Regions from separate parts of the Mus musculus genome. Here region 2 is linked to region 1. A link is a contact called in public HiChIP or PLAC-seq data. All regions are on one chromosome and are shown on one strand. The core of a region is the stretch at or near the end of the contact, and the rest is flanking DNA. Distances in the headings are between cores, read along the strand shown.

Region 1 (5,509 bases), core at 2,574-5,073:
CTTGTGACTTAGTTGCTCTTTACTTCAATGGGTCATGTCTATGGATCCTCAGTAATTGTTTTGCATTTGGATTGTTCATTCCATTCATGGTTGGTCTACCATACCTTATTGCAGTGTGCATTATCTTGAAAAAAATCTATATATTTTGAGGATAGTCTACAATTAGTAAAATCACATGTAGTTGGATTTTCTGGTTATAGAACCTACATACCAAGTTAGAAATGTTTGATATCCTTTCAGTATTTTCATAGTTTAGAAAAATATTGCTGTTATGAAGAAATATGTTTAATGTATGTTGCCTCACCATCTTTGAAAGACATACCATTTTCTTTAAGTGTTTTAAAATATATTGACGCATAGTTTTCAAAAGAATCTATACCCCATTTCTTTCCCAATGTAGGCTACAAAAAGCAAAGTTTTAGGCATTTTTCTTAGAATACATATCCTCCAGTATTTTTTTTCTTTAATAAATATTAAGAAATTCCACTGTATTCATTTGGGCAAGAATACTTCTGACAAAAGTCTTATCTCAAATTCTTAAAACAACTAAGATTTTGATGGTAGGAAAATTCATTTCAGTGTTAAATGCTACCACACAGGGAATCTAATACAAAAGATTAACTCAAAATTGAGAGCATATTAGAAGTATTAATCTGCTTTGATTAAATTTCTGCACCTTTAGTGAAAGGTCTAACATTAATGACTTTGGAGTCAATTGTGTTTATAAGCTCTACCTCCTTCCAAGAGGGAAGGAAGAGGTTAATTTTGAGCAGATTCACAACTGAGACATTCTCCTTTAAAACTTCCACCAAAGAAAAGGAAATTCATTTACCTGTCTTTTATTTTTCATCTTTTAATTAGTTTTTCTTGAAAGAGATCTATTTGATAAGCAGCATTGGTTGATTTTCAAAGCTATTCCCTTCTATCTGCTTTCACATCATTTTCCTCCCCCTTCTTCTTGCTAGCAGTGCCTTGATTTGACTGGAAGAGTTTCTTCAGCACTCTTTCTTCTTTATGACCTCAAAGGACGTAGCCACTCCTAACCAAGGAGACACAAGTGGAACTTTGTGGGAACTTTTAGGACATCGTTTAGAATATTGCTGGTAGCCTGTGCTTTGCTGTCTTCTTTCTTGTTAGAAACGTAGATATCTATAGGAGCCATCCCATATCCAGGAATCGGAAAACACAAGGTCAAAAGACACATCTCTGAGGAGGAATGCCCTGTTGGTGTGACAATATTTGTCTAACCAGCATTGGCAGTTCTAGCTGAGATCTGCTTCCTATGACTGAAAAATTAACCTCTGTTCAAATCTCTGTTGGCTTTTTATTACTTGGCCACAAATGTATTTATAAAATTTATATGTACTCTAGGGCAGGCTTTGCAGAAATGATCATTATTGGCAATGTCCAATGTGGAATAACTATTCATATTGAGGTTATAAAACACATGGCATTTATGATTCTGTGTATGATTAAGAAACAGGATTCTTCATTTTATAGCGTTCTAATTAATTTAAATGTGAAGTTAAACAGCATCTTTGGCTGGTGTCTTATGAATCTTGCAGGTATAAATCTTATAGGAAATAATTAATAAATCTTATAACAGTTTTATTAATGTCACATTCTCATGCACATCCCATTTTTAAACTTGTCTGACTGGTCTTAAAATTACAAGTTATAATTTTCCTGTCCTAGCCTTTTCTCTTACTTCAATTAATATACCCTGAAACCAAAAAAAAAAATAAGGAAAGAGTGGTTTATTTTAGTTTATTGTTCATAGGATAGTCGATCACAGTGGGAAAATCAAGGTACTTGAAGTAGCTGGTCACATTGCACCCACAGCTATAAAGAAAAAGGTGAATACTAGTGCTTTGTGTAGTGCAAGATCCTCCTGACCCTAAGGAATGATGAGCATGCCTGGTGTGAGCATGTCTTCACACTTCATCTTCATGCCCAGAGGACCGTCTCCCAAGAAGTTCTAGCCTCTTTCAAGTTGATAGTTATTACTGACATCAGAATCCTCTTCTAAAGTATTCCTGACTGACATCTCATTTATGGGAAGTATACAACCCCATGTAGGGATATATCATTCAGATTTGAATTAGAGGGTTTTTCTTGTTGTTTTTGATGATGTTGTGTTGTTGTTGTTGTTGTTATACTTTATGGACACTCATTAAATTTTCGGTTTCAGTTTATTTCCTTGCCTAAGTTTTGGGTAACCATCATGAATTCTTCATTGAGATTAATTAACGTTATGAGGCTAAGATTTTATCCATCTTTGGAGTATAGTGTGATGGAACTGTCAGACTGCTTATGGTGCAATGTCTAGTGGGATCCATTGCTCTAGGCTTGGAAACCAATTCAGGCAAACCCACACACCAACATTAAGTTTACTTTGTGCTATTTTCACACTTTAATTTTAAAATCTATTTATACACACTCTGCAACAGATGTTTCTTGTTTTTCAGGATGGGAGGGTGCGAATAATTTATTTGAAAATAAGAATTTATCTTCTTAATCAGTATTTCTTATGATGTATTAGGTGTAAGCATTAACTGCAATTGAACTTGGATGTTATTTCACATGCACACAAAAGTCTTCTGTAAGTACATTTGGGGCTAATATCGTTCTCATCTTTCTGAGATGCCTTTGTGGAACAGTAGTGAGATATGTGGTCATTCATCCCAATGGTGCTTTAGCAGACTTCCAGGCTGACCTTAGTCTCAACAGTGCTCTAGGATATTCTCAGGTTGTCCATTCAGGAGCCTTTCCTGGATCAGTGATCTTTGAAGCATGCTTCTGACTCTCAGGAAGATAGTCTTTTGAGTTGAAATTTCCTTTTTTTCAAAAATGTTCCCTTCTCTTTGTGAGATTTCAAAATATTTCTCAGCACTGTAGATCGTCACTAACCAGTTTATAAGGAGAGAGAAAGAGGTGTCTCGCCAAAAATTTGAAAGTTACAAATTCATAGTAGAGACTCAATGTCACTATGCCAAATGCACTGGGCTTCTTAAATGTACTTATAGCTTCACTTTCAGGGGCTGCAAGTCTCAGCAGTCAGAAGCAGGAATTCTCTTACAACAGACTTGAGTCTGGCTCATGGCACCCATGTTGGAGTGACTCACAATTATCTTTAACTCCAAGTACATGAGAATCTGAGGCTTCCGGCTTCCATAGGCACCTGCAGTAGCTTCACAAAACCTCCACACCCACAGACTATTAGTTAAAAATACTAAAAATAAATCTATAGAAATATATTATGAAGTAATGTTGCTTTTTAAACTCTCTTCCACAAATATACATCTGTGTCACAAATAAAAAATAGTCTCAAAATGCTTCAATTGATGTTATTTTCTTCCTCTCCTGAGCAATAGTTTTTCAAAGCTTAAAAGAAAATAGGCTTAAAATCAAGGTTTGTAATCACGTGAAGATACACTGCTTTCACCTGTGAACACTCTAGGATCCATTATTTAACCATTATTTCCTCAGAGCCTTTTATGTGAAGTAATGGTTGGCAGAGTGTTAAACAATTATTCCCAATTATAAAATTGGATTAATCTGAAAATATGTAGTGAAGTTGTAAACATTTACCAAAAATGAGGCCTGGTAAAATGATGAGTGTCTTGGAAGACATGGGCCCTTCTTAAATAATTATAATCCATTGTGTAGCTCATAATTTATGTGTTTTGGAAAATATTTTTTACAAAATGAAATGCTAAGGGCTCTCCGCATGTTTCTCCCTTTGGGGCTGCCTATCACCTACACATCAGACTCTTGGAAGGCTTGCCAAAGCATTTTCTCCAACACTGTCACGTAGAGTGTGAGCACTCATGCTTATCAGCTAAGCCTCCTTTTAGATAGAACCCTGCCAGACATGGCCTGCCCTGCCAGCACCAAAGCCATGCTAATTTGTATAAGAGATAACTCCTGATTTGATTTTCACTGACAGTGAACACACAAATGAAGTGGCTGGGAAAATATTATCTTTAATGAAAAAGTTATTCCTAAATCTAATAATTATTTGGGGGTATGTAAATATTTTCTTTCCTTTTGCCCCTGGATTTTTCCCCTTTTTTCTTTTCTTTTCTTTTCTTTTCTTTTCTTTTCTTTTCTTTTCTTTTCTTTTCTTTTCTTTTCTTTTCTTTTCTTTTCTTTTCTTTTCTTTTCTTTTCTTTTCTTTTCTTTTCTTTTCTTTTCTTTCTTTCTTTCTTTCTTTCTTTCTTTCTTTCTTTCTTTCTTTTTATTGTTAATTGCTTTTAAAGTACCTTGGACCTTGGATTATAAATGATATGTTTCTTCCTTGACATAAAATCACCAGATCTATCTAGTCTACTAGGTATTTTGTGCATCAGTTACGATTCAGTGCGAATACTCTCTAACAGGAATACATACACTGCTATAGAAAAGACACTGATAAATCATGATGTGACCATTTACTTTACGTGAGGATTTGTGTGTGTGTGTGTGTGTGTGTGTGTGTGTGTGTGTGTTAGTTTGGGGATTTTTAAGGAAGACTATGGAAAATCCTACTTAGATATAATTTTTTAGTGTTCCTTCTGAATGAGTAGAATTTAAAGTTTACTCATTTTGGACCAGAGTAAACACACACACACACACTCACCCTTACAAATAAGAACATATTTTTACATTTTACCTATTTGCACTGCAAATACCAGTGCTTGGATTTTTGACAGCTGGTCATTAAGGAAATACAAAACAGATAGCAGACAATTAGGAAAATGTTCTGCTGGTGTAGAACATGAACACTGATATGCACCTGGCAAAAATAGTGCCCTGGAACTCTTGGCTGGGAGCCGATCTTATCTGCAATAACAAAGAACCAGTTATCTCTATCTGGGAGTGTTTCTAAAATGGAAGTTGGAATGTCTAGACAAATACTACTACAGAAAATCTGATGATCACAGGCATATGTTGACACTTTAGTTCAGGGAAATTTAAAGATGCAAATGCTTTAATTTTTAAATAAGGAAGTAGTAAGATATGGTGTGTGTGTGTGTGATTATGAGAGAGAGGGGGGAGATAGATAGATAGATAGAGAGAGAGAAAGAGAGAGAGAGAGAGAGAGAGAGAGAGAGAGAGAGAGAGAGAGACTACATATCATGCTACTTCAGTCTTTTCCAGCAATTTTTACTTGTAGTACTTTGGATTTATGCCTCTATTACGTTACAAACAAACATGCTTTAGTATCCATTTGCCAGATTTAAAAAAAGTAGATAAAATAATTATGTAGGATTTGCATTTTAAAATTACATATGATATTCTTTTTTTTGTTTGATTTTTTGAGACAGGGTTTCTCTGTATAACCCTGGCTGTCCTAGAACTCACTTTGTAGACCAGGCTGGCCTCAAACTCAGAAATCCACCTGCCTCTGCCTCCCAAGTGCTGGGATTAAAGGTGTGTGCTACCACTGCCCAGCTTACATATGATATTGTAAGTGAAGCTTTTTAAATTAAGCTTCATTAATAAAAACCTTTGCCTAATTTATCTT
Region 2 (5,509 bases), core at 1,030-3,529, 160 kb before region 1:
ATATAGAGGTCCTGCAGCAATATATAAAGATCTGCAGCAATGGCAGGATAGGAGTTATTATTTTTGAGTACTAAGACTTGAACTAAGGGTTTCATGCATGCCAGGTACTATACTCTCAGTCTCTCTTCAGGTAAATGAAGACAAAGAAATCCTCATAATAGGCACATCTAGAAAACAACACGAGATATTTACACATCCAATCTTTTTCTCATAACAGGAGTTATAATTTAGCTATTATAATTTCTTCCCTTTTCAAAAATAACTGTCACCAGAAACTGGACTCCAACAAAATGTAGGAGCTGAAACTCCCTCCAGTCCCCTAGAAGTAGCTTGTTTTGTCACTGAAATTGTTATTGTGGTGGCAGATGTAAAAATGAGCAGCTTTTACGGAGAAAACGTATCTGAAAGTAATCATAAGCTGATGGAAGACAGGTAAACTGGGCCGAGATTGTGTTAAATGAAAGGAAGAAATGAGATAAAGACGAAAATAGAGATAACTCCCAAGCCCGGTGCATGTGCTTCTGTAGTCAGTGCCATTCTAGTCAAGGCCCCTTCTCTGGCTCTGGGGATCCATTTTTTCTCTGCCCTGGGCTGCTTCTGGATAAAAAGCACACGCAGTTTGTTTGACCTGCAGTGGGCCTGTTACACACTGTGGGGCCAAGGAAAGGCTTCAAGCTTCAGGCTTCTGCTACTGCTGTTTTCAGCTGCCTGGGAATTCTTAAGGGATGGGATCATAGTCAGAAGATGTGGGAGATGGGGAAGGACTCCAATAGTGACCGAGGAAGTAGGGTGGTTTGGTTTTAAAGCACCCTTGCTTTTTTTTTTTTTGTATATATTTAGTCACTGCTTTGAGAGCAAGCATAGAAAATGCCTTCATAGAATAGCTGTACACATAGCAAAGGAGTATCCTCTGACTCACTACAGGTTCTGGCCCCAGCATAGAGCAGTTTTAGACCTGTGGCCTCTCAGACTACAGTAATCCCTTCCAGGGCATTTTAGACTTAGAGAAACTTAGTCGTACAGCGGTTGATGACCTTGGAAGCACACACCCTGCAAAGAGGGCAAGTGCAGGGCCTCAAGCTGGCCCTGCTATGGCGTGGCCCTAACGGCTCGAAGGTCAGCTAAGATCTCACCTCCTAAACACCTTCAGACCGAACAGCACAGACGAGAGAGTTTGCATAATTTCAGAATCAAAGAATGTGGTTTCACAAATATGGATTTTTAAGTTTGGCCCAATGTCATCTTGGGAAGGTGGGAGAGATGGCTTATTTGGAAAAAAAAAACTATTGGAAGATTTCATCTTACCTGCGAGGCTACCAGCTACCTACAATATCCATTCTAAAGTACTAAGTATGCTAAGTATGGAATATTCTGGGTGATGGCGAGGGACAAAGATATTTTATTCCCAAAGCAACGTTGACTTTCTATTTCTAGGGAAGGTTCTGTGTATGGACTGACACCTTGGAGCAATAAAGAAAATGCCCTGTTCTTGTGTCAAAAAATTCGTTCAGCAAGCATTCCTTCTGGTGGACTGACTACTCAGCGGGCCAGCTGTCCAGGGCCTCTGCCGGGGCAGCCCCAAGGGGAGCGTTTCAGACAGTGGTCTCCACTGAGCTTCTCAGATCCTGCTTCCCCAAGCTCCTACCATGACCCTGCTGCTCCCACTGTCTGACAGGTGTTTTTCCAACTCTAGAGGCAGAGGATTTTGGGGAGTGTCTGAGCCAATAAGATTTCTCCTTAGGGGGAGGGCGTGGCTACATGGGTCAGAGCAGGGGCGGGGCTTGCGCAGCGGAGGAAAGCCTGGCTGGTTGTGTGGAGGGTTGTTTGATTCCCACCCCCCACTCCCCTCTTTTTTTTCTTTCTTTTCTTTTCTTTTCTTTTTCAAAAATCTTTCTTCTGACTCTTATTAATTTCTCTGTGGGGCTGCGGCTGGAGACCGCGGAGCGTTGGAAATGACGTTCGGAGCTTTAATTACTGCAATGGCTGGACAAGTGTGAGGAAAGCTGACAGTGGAAAAAAAGGGGGACAGGATCGGGGAGAAGCAAAGAAGCAACACCCCCTCCTTTTCCCTCCAGATTTGGACAGGAGGTGCAAGGAGACTGAAGAGAGAGCTGAACATAGCCCGGTTTTGGGGGGAGAGGCCGGAACCCCGCCGCCTCTTTGCAATCAACTTTTTTTGGAAGCCTTTATTCCCTCTTTCTTTTTATTGTTGACCAACCAGTGAGGAGAGCGAGCGAGCGAGCGAGAAAGTGAGGAGGGAACGAGCGAGCGGAGGATCACTCCGGGAACTAGCTGTACGTTGTGCTCGGAGCACCAGCCGCACAGTCGCGCTCACTCCCACCCGCGCGCCCTCCTCCGCGGCCCCTTGCCGGGTCCGCGGGTCCACGGGTCCTGGAAGCCGCCGCCGTCGCCGACTGGCTCTCCGGCCCCGGGAAGCCCGTGCACCAAGCGCGCCGCGCCCGCCCCCCTTGCGCCCCCCACGCGCTCCCGGCTGAGGGGGGGAGATCTCCTCCGCGTGCTCGCAAGTGGCTATGGTATTTGGACATGTAATTGTCAGCGCGGGATCTGAGACTTGCCAAAAATGAAGCTGGCGACGGGACTCTGGGTCTGGGGGAGCCTTCTGATGGCAGCGGGGACCGTCCAGCCCAGCGCTTCTCAGTCAGGTGGGTCGCGGTCTCGCGGTTCCCGGTCGCGCTCCAGCTGTTGAACCCGCCACTGCCTCCGGTGTTTCCCTTCTCCCTCGCCCCTCTGTCACCCTTAGGCTCCAGGGACCCTAGGGACCGGGCTTCTGCCTTGGGTCGCCCCTAGCTCCATCCCAAACTTACCTTTGTGTGTGCGTGCGTGTGTTTTTAATTGATGCTACAAATGACTTCGCTTTCCTGCCACCCTCTATATTATTGTCCCCCCTCTCGCCCTCTCTTTAGCCCCCTTCTTTCTTTCTCGCGCGTTTTCTGGGAGCCTAAGCGGGATCGCTTCTGGTGGCGCCCGTTGTTCGGGGCGTGGGAGACCTGAGCCCGTCAGTGGAGGTTCCCTCCTTCTCGAGCTGGGAAGGGGGGGGGGGGGAATCAAACCAAACCGGAGAATCGCTGCACCTCTTCGGGCTGCCAGGAGGTTCCTGAGCTGAGCCTGGCTGGCCTTCCCCGGGGTGCAGGGCTGCGGCGGAGCGCGGCCGGGGAGCCGGGCTTGGCACCTGAGCATGCTGGCGCAGGGTCCCTGGCCCGAGTCTCCAGTAGCCTGCGGGGTCACACCGGACGCCCAGCCCTATCCGGGCAGCTGGAGCGCACCGGGTGCGCGCCTCGGCCGGGGGCCAGGGACTCTGGGCCTTCTTAGTTGGCATCTCTAGGCTGTCTTGAGATTGACTTGGGGCGAGAAAGAGGGTGTGTGTGTGTGTGTGTGTTGGGCGTGCGACTCTTCAGCCAGCATGATCTCTCTCTCTCTCTCTCTCTCTCTCTCTCTCTCTCTCTCTCTCTCTCTCTCTCTCTCTCTCTCTCTCTCTCTCTCTCTCTCTCTAAAAGAGCCTGGCATACTGAGTCCAGAGCTCGGCCTTCCCTCCCCATGCTGGACTTGGCTCTGGGAAGAGTTCTTCCAGTAGTGCAACTTGGGGTTGGCCTAAACTTCTGTTTACTGCCCTGCCGGGCTGCAGAGCTCGCGGGTGGCGCTCACTGACTTAGCCCGAGGCGGGCCGGGTGGCGGCGTCCTGAGCGCTGCCACTGTTGGCTGGATCGCCCAAGCCCCAGGTATTTGGACAGAAAAAGGACTAATTGACCCCGAGAGAAACAGTGTCGCTGTCGTGCTGGGGCCGCCAGAGCCAATGACAGCAGCTGCGATGTAGAGGAGCTCAAAGTTTCTTGACTCTTGGGAGTTACCCCGGGGATGAGAGGAGGGGACGCGAAAGGACTAAGGAGAATCTGTGTGTCTGACCTGGCCCAGAGGGGAGAGAAGAGGGCTTTTGGAGAAGGCAGAGAGATTTCCGGAACCTTCCGGGGCTGGTGGCGGGAACGTGGGCGTCAGCTTGAGAAGATAAAACATTCAGGAGTGGCGACAGGGAGAGCTTTAGGTCCCTAGAGGGTGTCCTTCTGACCTCACCGAGAAAGCTGCAGCTTGCTAGTTTTCCCGCTCCGCCCCCGCTCCCGCCTCTTCCTCCTCGCCTAGTAAATAACAAGTTACAATCTCTGAGCGGTTCAAAATGACCTTCGAATGGCACATGTGCGCCATTTGTGCTGGCCGTTTGCATACTCCCAGTGACTCTGAAATTCTTCCTGCATACCAGATCCTGCGCTCCAGCCACCTCTGGAATCAGAGCAGCAGCAAGGACTTGAGATTCCAGGCGGCCGCCTAGATACATCCCTTTCTAGCCCCCGACTCGGAGCCCTTTGCCTTTCCCCTCAATGGGTTGATTATGCACATTGACCCATTCAAAAACACTTGCCACTGTCATGCAGGCTTAGCCGAGAGGAATTTCTATCAGGCCACCCTACCAGGGAGCTGTCTGGCGTGGCCCGGGCCGCTGGGGGGATCCCCGCTTCAAGTCCACAGCAATTTGGTATTAACTCTGCAGCTCCCGGTTGGGGCTATGCCGAAAAGCCCTTTTCAGAATTTAGGCAAGGAATGTAATCCAAATTAGTTCTGCAGCTGTCCCCTTCCGCGTCTCAGAGGACACCAGCCTGCGCCCAGCTCCCTCTGCTCTTTTCCCTGGGCGAATTGTCAGACCCACAAGTGAGCCCATTTAGAAGCAGGAGGATTAGCGTGCCATTGTTGTTTCGTGTGTGACTCTGTACTTGAAATTCTAGGGGCACAAAAGAGAGCCTCACTTGTTCAAAACACAAAGTGATCTAGATGAAAGGGCCGCACAAAGAAAAGCTCTCGGGTGTATCCTCGGTATAATTGCAACAAGCATACTTAGGTGATCTATTGGAAACTGTCTGTGCCCCCAAGGGCTTCTTCTTTTTTTCCAGGCGCCTCCACCACACCTGACAGAGAAAGTTCAGCTGGTTTTAATGTAGTGCTATTATCAAAACAAGTCGCTGTCTGGTGAGAGTGAGGCTCTGTTTGCGGCTGTGCATGTGTGTGGCTGTCTATCCAAGTAAATACATAGCGCGCGTCTCCTCTCTCGCGGTTAGCAGTCAGCAGCAGTTTGGAGGAGTTTGTTTTGGTCCAAATGAGAAATTAAGTGCGGATAAGTAAACTAGGCTGCCAGAGGGCGACAAGATGTTGAGTGAATTGCTTTTAGATGAAACAAATTAAGGAAACGAGGGAAGACAATCTGCTTTTCGCATTATTAGACACGCTTGGAGTTCAGGGGAAAGTGGCAGATTTTTGAAATGCTAATTTCTTAAGCAGAAGGAATGCACCTTATTTACTGCTGTGTGTGAACGGAATAAAAACATATAGTGGGTGTTTCTCTTGTACGATCATCAAGACGTTTCTTGGGAAAATTGTACGCAAGAAAACTTGGTTGTTCTTTTGCTGGAGGAGGAAATAGTCAGCTTTTTGAGTATTTAAAAATAAT

The links. HiChIP or PLAC-seq counts read pairs in DNA pulled down with a chosen protein or histone mark.
Region 2: an H3K27ac HiChIP or PLAC-seq map of heart atrium shows a contact between it and region 1, with 6 times the contacts expected there. The contact joins the promoter of Erbb4 here to the enhancer-like site in region 1. A contact is called at or near these places in 6 of 484 Hi-C or Micro-C datasets (the HL-1 cell line, Sertoli cells, brain and 3 more), 8 of 115 datasets of contacts at active chromatin or transcription factors (cardiomyocytes, embryonic brain, embryonic midbrain and 5 more) and 1 of 9 other capture datasets (pancreatic islet).

Annotation. Positions count from the first base shown.
Region 1 is chr1:68,941,700-68,947,208 of GRCm38.p6, reverse strand. The region is part of intron 1 of Erbb4 (erb-b2 receptor tyrosine kinase 4); the gene reads left to right. It overlaps Gm51744 (a long non-coding RNA gene), which reads left to right. Exons shown (of 2, transcript XR_003948681.1): 2 at 1-5,230. Among named protein-coding and RNA genes, the nearest start is that of Gm51744, 12 kb to the left of the region's middle. Within about 2 kb of position 3,823, at least 2 of the 459 cell types and tissues checked have an H3K27ac peak or open chromatin away from gene starts, as enhancers often do. A contact at or near this core is called in heart atrium, where this site is marked.
Region 2 is chr1:69,104,829-69,110,337 of GRCm38.p6, reverse strand. Erbb4 (erb-b2 receptor tyrosine kinase 4) reads left to right here and starts at 2,279. Exons shown (of 27, transcript NM_010154.2): 1 at 2,279-2,663. The coding sequence starts at 2,582.